Regions from separate parts of the Mus musculus genome. Here region 1 is linked to region 2. A link is a contact called in public HiChIP or PLAC-seq data. All regions are on one chromosome and are shown on one strand. The core of a region is the stretch at or near the end of the contact, and the rest is flanking DNA. Distances in the headings are between cores, read along the strand shown.

Region 1 (5,049 bases), core at 1,303-3,802, 52 kb after region 2:
TGGTAGACCAATTGTCTGATTCTTCTTTGTTCATTCAACATATTTATGTAGCACCTGCTGTTTACCAGAATCTACATTAATTACTAGGGCTCATCACTGAATAAGACAGATAAGATTCTTAATATTGTTTTAGAAAGTGAAATGCAGGTGCCTGGACAGGTTGCTAGTGAGTATGATCATAAGAAGCTCACTACTGCCTGCAACTCCAGTCAGGAGATTGATGCCCTCTCCTTAACTCTTTGGTTTCTTTCATGTACATAGTGTACATAAACTCCTTCAAGTATACATAAATCAATCAATCAATCAATCAATCAATCTTTAAAAAAATGGAATCTAGCCTTAAAAAGTAGATCTTGTTTAGATTTGTTTTGTTGCTTGATATATTTTATAATTTGTTTTGTTTTGTTTTGTTTTTGGTTTTTTTTTTTTTGAGGCAGGGTTTCTCTGTGTAGCCCTGGCTGTCCTGGAACTCACTTTGTAGACCAGGCTAGCCTCGAACTCAGAAATCCGCCTGCCTCTGCCTCTCGAGTGCTGGGATTAGAGGTGTGCACCACCATGCCCGGCATTATATTTTATAATTTTGTGTTGAGGATATATATCATTCAGTGGAGCACTTGCATAATTTTGCATAAGGGTCTAGCCTAATTCTCAGTATCACAAGTGTCTTCTTTGTTTTAGATAGAGATTTACTTCCCCTATTTATTAGTAACTATTGAAAGTATAACAGCTTTCTTATTGTTTTCTTTTTTGAACAATGTCTCATTGCCAGGCCAGGCCAGAACTCATGTTTTATAGCTCATACTAAGAAATCACAGCAGCCTTAATATGCATGGTGTGTGCCACTGTGCCAGGTTAACTTGTCTGTGTTTTATAAATGCTATCTTGTATAAATTAGATAAACTTTGAGCTAAATTGAGAACTTTTACTTATAAACTAACTACAACTTCACATCAATTATACAATGACATCTTAAACCTGAAAGCACTGCTTTCACTTACAGTAAGCAAACAGAGTGTAGGAATCCTTTTTAGAAGGTTCCTAATTTTTTTTACTTTAAAATTTTATTTTTATTATTTTAAAGTGTATGTGTGTGTGTGTGTGTGTGAGAGAGAAAGAGAGAGAGAGAGAGAGAGAGAGAGAGAGAACACAGATGCAGAGAGAGAGAGAGAGAACAGATGCCCAAAGAAGCCAGATGTTGGAGTTTCTAGAGCTGGAGTTAATAGCAATTGTGAGCCACCCAGTGTAGGTGCTGTGAACTGAATTCAGGTCCTCCAAATAGCAAGCTCTTAATCACTAAAATTAGTACTTATGTATAAGTTCTTTTTTGTTTGTTCGTTTTTTTGAGACAGTGCCTCAAAAGAGACCGAAGTCTAGGCTAGTTATTCTAGGCAATGCTCCTACCCCAGTCTCCCAAGTGTTGGAAATATAGGTGTGTACCATCCCTTGATTGCAAATGCAGCCATCTTATACAATTCTATATGTACAGTATCTGCTTTGCATAAGACAATAAATAATATAAGCAATGTACAGGTAGTGGTAAGAAGGCATCATCCTGGAGGTAGTCAGATTTTTATAAGGAAGGTACACTAGCCTTGACGTATGTAGTGTAGGCTATGGAGAACTAGGGGCAGTCATTTCTGGAAAAGCCAAATGCCTGAACTGAGGAGGAAGGAAAAACAAACAGAAGAAAACAAACAACCCCAAGGAGCAGATGAACAGAGTACTATAGTTGGCGTCCAGGTGTGGGTGGGAGCCTTAAAGGGTAGGAAGCTTGAATTTTCAGAATGATTGGCTCGAGTCATGGAGAGGAGGCCCTCAGAGTGAGGGGTAATGTTACTGGCAAGGTCTCTAGAGGGTCTTGGTTAACTGCTGCCTGAATGAAGATTGGTGGTGGGCTGAAGTGAGCCTCAACAGCCTCCAGAGGCTGCTGCACTTGCTGGGATCCTGACCTCTGGAGTTTAGAGCCTAAGCTGTTAGTGGTCATGCAAGGAATGAATCCCAAAACATATTGGGAAGATAGAGCAAGCAGAGGGACACCATGATGGGCTGTGGGAGTAAGTCATTGGGGAAAGTTTGAGAATCCCAGGATGGGAGGACTAGACTCCTGGCCTAATCTACCATGCCCACAGAGGCTGAGAGTCTCAGGGACTCAGCCTAGATCTGTCCTAAGACTCAAAATCAAGTCTTTGCCCTTTTTTGCTGAATACCCTGGAAGCTGGAACCTTAGTAATTCAGAAATTCAGGTGCTACCCCCGCCCCCCTGCTGCCATCTCTACCCTCTCCAAGTCCTGCCATCCCCTAAAGGTACCAATGGACTCTGGCCTCTCTGACCCTGGAATTTATCCCACATTGTGACATTCTCTGTGTGTGTGTGTGTGTGTGTGTGTGTGTGTGTGTGTGTGTGTGTGTGTGTGTGTGTGTGTGTGTGTGTTTCAAGACAGGATTTGTCTTTGTAGCCCTGGCTGTCCTGGAACTCACTCTGTAGGCAAGGTTGTCCTTGAATTTACAGAGATCAGCCAGCCTCTGCCTTTTGAGTGCTGGGATGAAAGGTGTGCCCGACTGCATTCTTAACTTTTGTTCTTTAAATGTTGAATAATCACGCTAGCTGTGTGTCCTGAGTGAACTACTCCTGTGTAGGAAAAAAAAAAAAAAACTAGAAATAATTGTTTGGCTGTATGTTTAAGCTTGTTTATTCAAGCAGAATTCTAAATCCTGTATTAACATTGTTTGTTTTAGATTAAAGATATCTGCATTGAACCAAAATAAACTATTGGCGGATGTAAATAGGAACTTGTGGGAAAAAGTGAAAGACTACTCTGATGAAGAGGTATTTTTATGCCATTTTCTGAATAAGAATTGACACATTTTGATACATTTGGAACTGTTGCTTGGCCTGCTGTGGTGATATACCCAACCTTTAATGCTAGCTCTTGGAAGGCTGAGGCAGGTGGATCTCTGAGTTCAAGGCCAGCCTGAACTACAGAGCTAGTTCCAGTACAGCCAGGACTACACAAGGAAACCCTGTGTCAAACAAACAAACAAATAAGCAAAAAAGAACTGTTACTTGATAGTATGGAGTTTTTTTAATTTAGTCTTAGATCTAATGTGTTGCTGTGGTCTTATCTAATTATTACCAAGTAATTGTTAAATATAACCTTTCTAATGTATGATATCTAATTTAACCTGTAAAAAATATATAAGATGTTCCCAGCTTCTTTTTCTTTTTGCATTTTCCTTAGGTTTAAATGAAGATTTCCTTTAATTGATTAGCTATTTTACATGTACCCTAATATATAATCATGTTTTGTTAATTAAGAGCCAATCATTTTCTAGTTTATAAAATAAGTGAAAGAATCAAAACTGAAGTTTTTGATTATATTCTTAAATAGATATGCAGAGCCTAAGTGTGATGGCATATACCTGTGATCACAGCACTTTAGAGGCAGAAGCTGAAAGAGCACACATTTAAGACCAGCCTGATCTGTATAGTGACTTCCAGCTTGCCAATTTGCAAATGAAAAATTCTTGTCTTAGGAATTGGAATCTAGATTAGGCAAAACCCAGCACAGGCAATTGAACTCGCCTTCCCAGACCTAACTTACCTTCTCTGATTTGTTTTTAGTAACATGTACTCTTTAACTCTCTCATACAGCTGAAGAACTATGGGATTTACCTTAACAAAATCAAATCACGTTATACCAAGATGACAAAAGTCTTCAATCACCAAGGAAAAGTGGCTCTGTATAACAAATTGGTGCATTCAGCTGAGGTAATTTGAGATGTTGATATATAGTAATGTATAGTAGATATAAAATATGACATGCTTCTTAGGAGACATGTAAATGAAGCTTGGATAAAAGTTTGTTTATCAAAAGTGAAGTTCTAGAAACCAGAAGCTTCAGGTTTTGGCACTGGGAGTTAAATGAAGTATAGTTACTAATATGGCCTATGTCTCACATGTTGTCATCCATTTTACATATTGAAATAAAATACTTGTGATTCTGTGTCCCTATTCACACGGAAGGCAGTGTTATCTTCTTTATATCCATATTCAGTTGCATATGTATATGCATATGTTTATCCTTTTTCTTTTAAAAAGGCCTTACACACAGGGCTGAGACTGTAGCTCAGTGGTAGGACATTTGCTTAGCATTTGTTCAGTCTCCCATTTGGGAGACAGAAGTGGGATGCTCGTGCCAGTGAGCACAGCATTTATGCATGCACACAAGAGCAAGCACAGTAGCCTGGTGATGCTTAGTAAGTATCAGCAAACAAGTACATGAAGTGTTTTATACAGTTTCATCTTTTATAGAAATAAAAATTCAAAAATAGTTGTGCCTGTTGCACATACCTACAGGAAACTGAGGCAGGAGAATTGCCATAAGTTCTGGATCACATAGCAAGAACCTGTCTCAATAATAACAGCAATACAAACAAACTAACTAAAACACACACTTAAAGGCTGTAGTTCTGTTTGGCCTGTGTCCATCTGATCACAGAAAAAAATTAACCTTTTTAAAGCAATAAATATCAATATCCATGCAGTTCATGAAACATGTATAGAAAAGAAATGCTATAATAAAGAGAAATACAAAATAACTTCATTTGTCTTTTTACATTAAAAAACAAATTAAGTCCGGACTAAAAGTCTTGACCTCAAAATTTGTCTGTTCATGCCAGTTTGGTGGCACAGGCCTGTAATCCTAGCTACTTGAAAGTCCAAGGCAGGAATATCACAAGTTCAGCATCAGCCTAGGCAATTGAGTTGTAAGACCCTGACTTTAAATAAAAAGTGAAGGAAAAAAAAAGGACAGGAATAAAGGGCAGTAGATCATGTGACTAACATGTTCAGTTACTGGTATTGCCAAATAAAAATGGGAAACAAATTTACCCATTTATAATCACGACAGTAATTAAAACTATTAAAGGATTGTTTGGAGTTTAAGGTTTACAATCTATAATATTTTGTGTTTAGAATGAGAAGAACAAACTTCAGATAAAAATAAATGAGATGGACACTATCCTCAAGAAGATCAATAACTGTCTCGC
Region 2 (5,102 bases), core at 290-2,789:
ATTTACATTTTTTGGAGAAATCCCACTGTGAAGAATAATGGGATTACTGACTATTGCCAGGCACTCTGTAAAATAAAGACAGATTTAGTCCCTCTTGGAAGTTTGGCTCCCTTGTAGGATTCCAGATCTTGAGATAGGATCACAAAGAGACTGATATATTTAGTGATTTTCAAGGGACAAAGGGTTGTGGGGGCAAAGAGTAATTGGCACAGCAGCAAGTCTCACAGTGGCAGCATCCCAAGTGGGGTTCTTCTCCAGCAACAGATAGTTTTCAGAGGCCTTGCTTGCCTTGATTTGGTCTCTTTCCTCAGTCTATACTTCAACTCTTTTATGAATCCTATGAAGTACTAACATCCTCCCAGTAATCCCTGCTCTGATGAAGTTAGCCAGTGCAGTTTTCAGCATTTTGCATTTAAGAACCCTAGCAGGCTAGGGAGATAAAGGAAGGGCTAGGCTCAGTTGGTAAAGTGCTTGTCATGCAACATAGACCTCAGTTCGATCCCCAGAACCGACATTAAAAAGGTGGGCATTGCAGTACATGCTTGTGAGAGGCCCTGTCTCATTAAACAAAATGGACGGCACCAGAGAAAGGTCATCTGAGGTTGACCTCTCACCTTTGCACACACTCATACATACAAGTGCATGCAACTGGCACACACATACACACATAAGACCTTGGCAATAAAATTTTGATCCATTTGAAGTTCTAATGTGCAAGTGGTTCTGGATAAGAGTTCATGGAAGTCAAATAGGCAATCTCTAGTTCTTTTCATGCTGTTAGCAGGAAGGGCAGGTGTGAAAAAAATTGCTTCTGGGGAGTATGTCTATAATACATATGTACATATACAATTATATATAATATGTAATATATAATATATATAATAATAGCTTTATCAAGGTATGTAACATACTATAATATGCAGCCTTTAAGTCATACAATAGCAGTACTGGGTATACTTAAATGAACGAGTGCTTGATACTCTAGGATTCTCCAACACTGTCCCTCAAAAGTAAAAGCAAAGTAGACAAATTGGTACTAATACAGTCATAGCTGTAGCAACTTTCATTCTGATTGGTACTTTTTTCCTGCTTGTTTGCCTTGTATTCGTTTTTTAAAACAATAATAATTACTATTCTTTTGCTTGTCTGCTTTTATTTTGAGACACACTCTTGAATAACCATAGAACTGAAACTCCTGATGCTCCTTCTGAGCTACAGGTGTGCGATACCTTGCGGGCTCTGCCTCTTTTAAGTACACTTTTAGGCGTTTTTTACAGACCCAGGAAAATAGCGCTTATCTATTTGAAATGTGTACCATCATCTCCATTCAAGTCTTTTATGTGGAGCACTCCCGAAGATTTCCTTTAGGAAATACCATCTGATCTCTTCAATGAGTCTACCTGTGACCTTGGGCATAAGGGTACTCCAAGCAAGGACTTCCTCAGACACCTAACTCTGAAAACAACTCACTTTTCCCTTCTTGCAAACCCGCCTCTGTACTGGGATCTTCCTGATTGGTTGTTACCTTGTGACGCCATCAGATTGCGACCCTGAAGCGGCTAGCCGTGCTGTCATGTGGCGGGGTGTCCCGGGCTGCCTACGGGACATTGTGCAGTGGCAGGTGGCGCTCTGGTCCCACAGCTTTGTCCGGACTTGGGGTAGCTGTGGGAAGGCGATGACTGAGGCACTGTCTGCGCAAGCCGAGGCAGCGGGCGGGCTGAAGGCTTTGGTTCAGCCAAATGGAGATGCTGGTAGCAACACGAGCGGAGAGCCGCTCCTGGAGCGCCTGGAGCCGGCGGCGGTAGGGAAGCAGGTCCCGGAGAGCGGGGACCAGGCCCAGGGAGGCGAAGGGCAGCTCCCGAGCAACGGAGAGCAGACCCCAGCTCCAGTCGCCGACTCAGGCAAGAGGAAAAAGCGGAGGGGCGCCACTGGGGAACGGGTCGTGCCGCCTCCGAAGAAACGGCGCACCGGGGTGAGCTTTAGCGATGAGCACTTCGCAGAGACTACCTACTACTTCGAGGGCGGCCTGCGCAAGGTGCGGCCCTATTACTTTGACTTCCAGACCTACTGTAAAGGTCGCTGGGTGGGCCGCAGCTTGTTGCACGTCTTCAGCACCGAGTTCCGATCCCAGCCACTGTCTTACTACGAGGCCGCTGTCCGGGCAGGACGCCTGCATCTCAACGAGGAACCAGTCCAGGACCTCAGCATCGTGCTCAAGGTGGTGTCTGATGGAACTAGCTTTGAGAAAAGGAGGGAAGGTTTTGGGATTTTTTTTGTTTGTTTGTTTTCTCAGACACACCTTATAAGTATGGGAGTAAAGTGATGGTAATTCAGAAACAATCTCATTTTCTCTTGGTGCTCTTTTAGTCCCCGCTTCCCACAGCCCCAAGTAGGTTAGATAGCCTTCCCACGCTCCAGAACTTAACCTGATCATCCTTGCCAGCAAGGCTGTTTGTTTCCAACAAACAAAATGGAAATTCTCATGTTCCTTTAATATCTGCCTTGTGGCAAGGGCACTGCCTACTTTCTACCCTGCATGATATATCTCTGTACAAATAATAATAGAGACCTCATTTATGTGTTCTTAACTGTATCAGGAACAAAGTTAAGCGTTTTGTGCACTCTAACATTAAACTCAAGTGGCAACTTTGGGGAGTTTGCATTGCTTCTTCTCCCCTTTGTGACCAAACTGAACCTCAAAGTAAGGCAACAGTACGATTCCCAAAGTGTGCGCTCATATTAACACTGAAACTCGTTTCCCATGTGTATAGAATTAGGAAGTCAGGGATAGATACTAGGCAGGTGTTTTGTTTTGATTTATTTATTTTATTTTAGTACACTGCAGCTGTCTTCAGACACACCAGAAGAGGGCATCAGATCCCATTTCAGATAGTTGGGAGCCACCGTGTGGTTGCTGGGAATTGAACTCAGGACCTCTGGAAGAACAGTCAGTGCTCTTAACCACCGAGCCATCTCTCCAGCCTTTTTTTTTTTTTTTTAAATTCAGTGAGACTACTATCATTAACACTGGCTCACAGAGATTGTAAGGAGAAAAGGAGAATTTCAGGATTTGGAAATAACCTTCCCCATACAGATTTTGAAAACCATAGGTTTTTAAACCAAGTCCTAGAGGCGTTAAAATGACTTGCCCAAGAGTATGTAGTGAGCTTGTATCAAATCTGTGTGTAGAGCCTAGAGCTCTGAACTTGTGTTGTTTGTTCGTAACTAGTAGAGGTTGTCTCTCTATTTAAAAGACATTTACTTTCAAATATATTTCTGTCAGGATGGTGAGATGTTCAGTAGGTAAAGGTCCTTGCCACTAAGACTCACAACCTCTTGTCTCTGCGTGTGCCGCTGTTATGCATGTACACACATAAATGAATGTAATGAAAAATCTTAAAATACAACTTTATTGTAAAGAGTATATAAAGAAGCAAAAATACTCATTCTCACCACCAAGAAATTCAATCAACTTTGTATATTTTTCAAAACTAGCTGTATGCCTGTGTATATTTTTACAAAATGAGATCTTACTACACCCACTTCTTTTTCTATTGAAGGCTTTACTGTGACCGTTCCTCTGTGTCAGTAAGGAACTGAGGAGCTGGGGTGACTGACTATCTATAGGTTGCTGGTCCCAGGCTGATGTTGCGTATGTTTTTGACAGGACAATGATTTCTTGCGGAACACAGTGCACAGACATGAGCCACCAGTCACAGCAGAGCCTATCCACCTGCTAGCTGAGAACAACGATGTGGTTGTTATAGACAAGCCGTCCTCCATTCCTGTGCACCCCTGTGGCCGCTTCCGACACAACACGGTCATCTTCATCCTAGGCAAGGAGCACCAACTGAAAGAGCTACACCCACTGCATCGGCTGGACCGCCTCACCTCAGGAGTGCTCATGTTTGCGAAGACAGCTGCAGTCTCGGAGAAGATCCATGAGCAGGTTCGGGATCGGCAGGTGAGTCAGGCTTTTGCCTGCTGTACACTGGAACACAGAGGAATCATAAAGTAGATTGAGGGGCATCTACAACCTTCCTCTTTTGAGGAGGCTCAGCACCTGAAGTTCCAAAGACAGCTATCCTGTATGCTTCAGAAGGGCTTTGGAGATGGCCCTGGTAGTTTGCTGTTCTGGAAACATTAAACATTGTTAAGATTTTGAAGAGAGCTCACTTAGTAGGATAAAGTTGAAAGAGGTGCAAGTAAGATTCTTACTGGTGGTGATTATGCTCTGCATCTGGATCATAATTCGCTCATTGAGCACACGCCAGACTTAATCCCCAACACATTAGAACCCAATTTATGAAACGCTTATGGTAGCCCCGTGAGGTAAATGTTTTCTCAGTTCATATTTTCTTTTTAAAAGAATTTCTATTATGTATTCATTTTAGTTTATATGAGTGTTCTGCATGTGTATGTGTATGTGTGTGTGTTCGTTTGCGCACGCGCGTGCACACATGCCCCTGCAGAGGTTAGAATGAGAACAGCTCTCCTGGAACTGGAGTTAGGGATGGTTGTGAGCCACCATGTAGATGCTAGGAACTGAACCCAGGTCCTCTGGGAGAGCAGCAGGTGATCCTAACTGTGGAGCCATTGCCCTGACTTCATACTTTCTAGATGAGATATGGGATGTATAGAGTTTAAGTAACTTACCCAGGTGGTGAAACTGACAACGCTGGTGTTAGAATTTGAATCTTCCTCTCTCAGATACACTGGTGTACCTGAAGAGAGGATTTAGACTCTGTATTCACTTTGGACTGACTTTTTCCCCTTTCCTCCTGTGCAGCTGGAGAAGGAGTATGTATGCCGGGTTGCAGGGGAGTTCCCTGACAAGGAGGTAATTTGTAAGGAACCCATCTTAGTGGTGTCTTACAAGGTAGGAGTGTGCCGTGTGGATCCCCGGGGCAAGCCTTGTGAGACTGTGTTCCAGAGGCTGAGCTACAATGGCCGCTCCAGTGTGGTACAGTGCCGACCACTTACAGGTCGCACTCACCAGATCCGAGTCCACCTCCAATTCCTGGGCCACCCGATTCTCAATGACCCCATCTACAATTCAACTGCCTGGGGTCCTTCTCGAGGCCAGGGTGGCCACATTCCAA

What was found. HiChIP or PLAC-seq counts read pairs in DNA pulled down with a chosen protein or histone mark.
Region 1: a contact with region 2 is called in an RNA polymerase II HiChIP or PLAC-seq map of embryonic stem cells, with 28 read pairs. The contact joins the enhancer-like site here to the promoter of Rpusd2 in region 2. A contact is called at or near these places in 5 of 39 promoter capture datasets (the 3T3-L1 cell line, the HPC-7 cell line, HPC-7-derived erythroid cells and 2 more), 2 of 15 datasets of contacts at CTCF or cohesin (CD8 T cells and the NIH/3T3 cell line), 3 of 484 Hi-C or Micro-C datasets (the Ba/F3 cell line, the N1E-115 cell line and embryonic stem cells), 6 of 115 datasets of contacts at active chromatin or transcription factors (CD8 T cells, the SCID.adh cell line, embryonic stem cells and 1 more) and 3 of 9 other capture datasets (adipose tissue, liver and pancreatic islet).

The regions. Positions count from the first base shown.
Region 1 is chr2:119,083,824-119,088,872 of GRCm38.p6, forward strand. Knl1 (kinetochore scaffold 1) reads left to right here. Exons shown (of 24, transcript NM_029617.3): 13 at 2,737-2,827; 14 at 3,653-3,769; 15 at 4,976-5,049. Among named protein-coding and RNA genes, the nearest start is that of Rad51, 26 kb to the right of the region's middle. Within about 2 kb of position 2,553, at least 6 of the 459 cell types and tissues checked have an H3K27ac peak or open chromatin away from gene starts, as enhancers often do. A contact at or near this core is called in embryonic stem cells, where this site is marked.
Region 2 is chr2:119,033,251-119,038,352 of GRCm38.p6, forward strand. Rpusd2 (RNA pseudouridylate synthase domain containing 2) reads left to right here and starts at 1,540. Exons shown (of 3, transcript NM_173450.3): 1 at 1,540-2,218; 2 at 3,668-3,964; 3 at 4,790-5,102. The coding sequence starts at 1,574.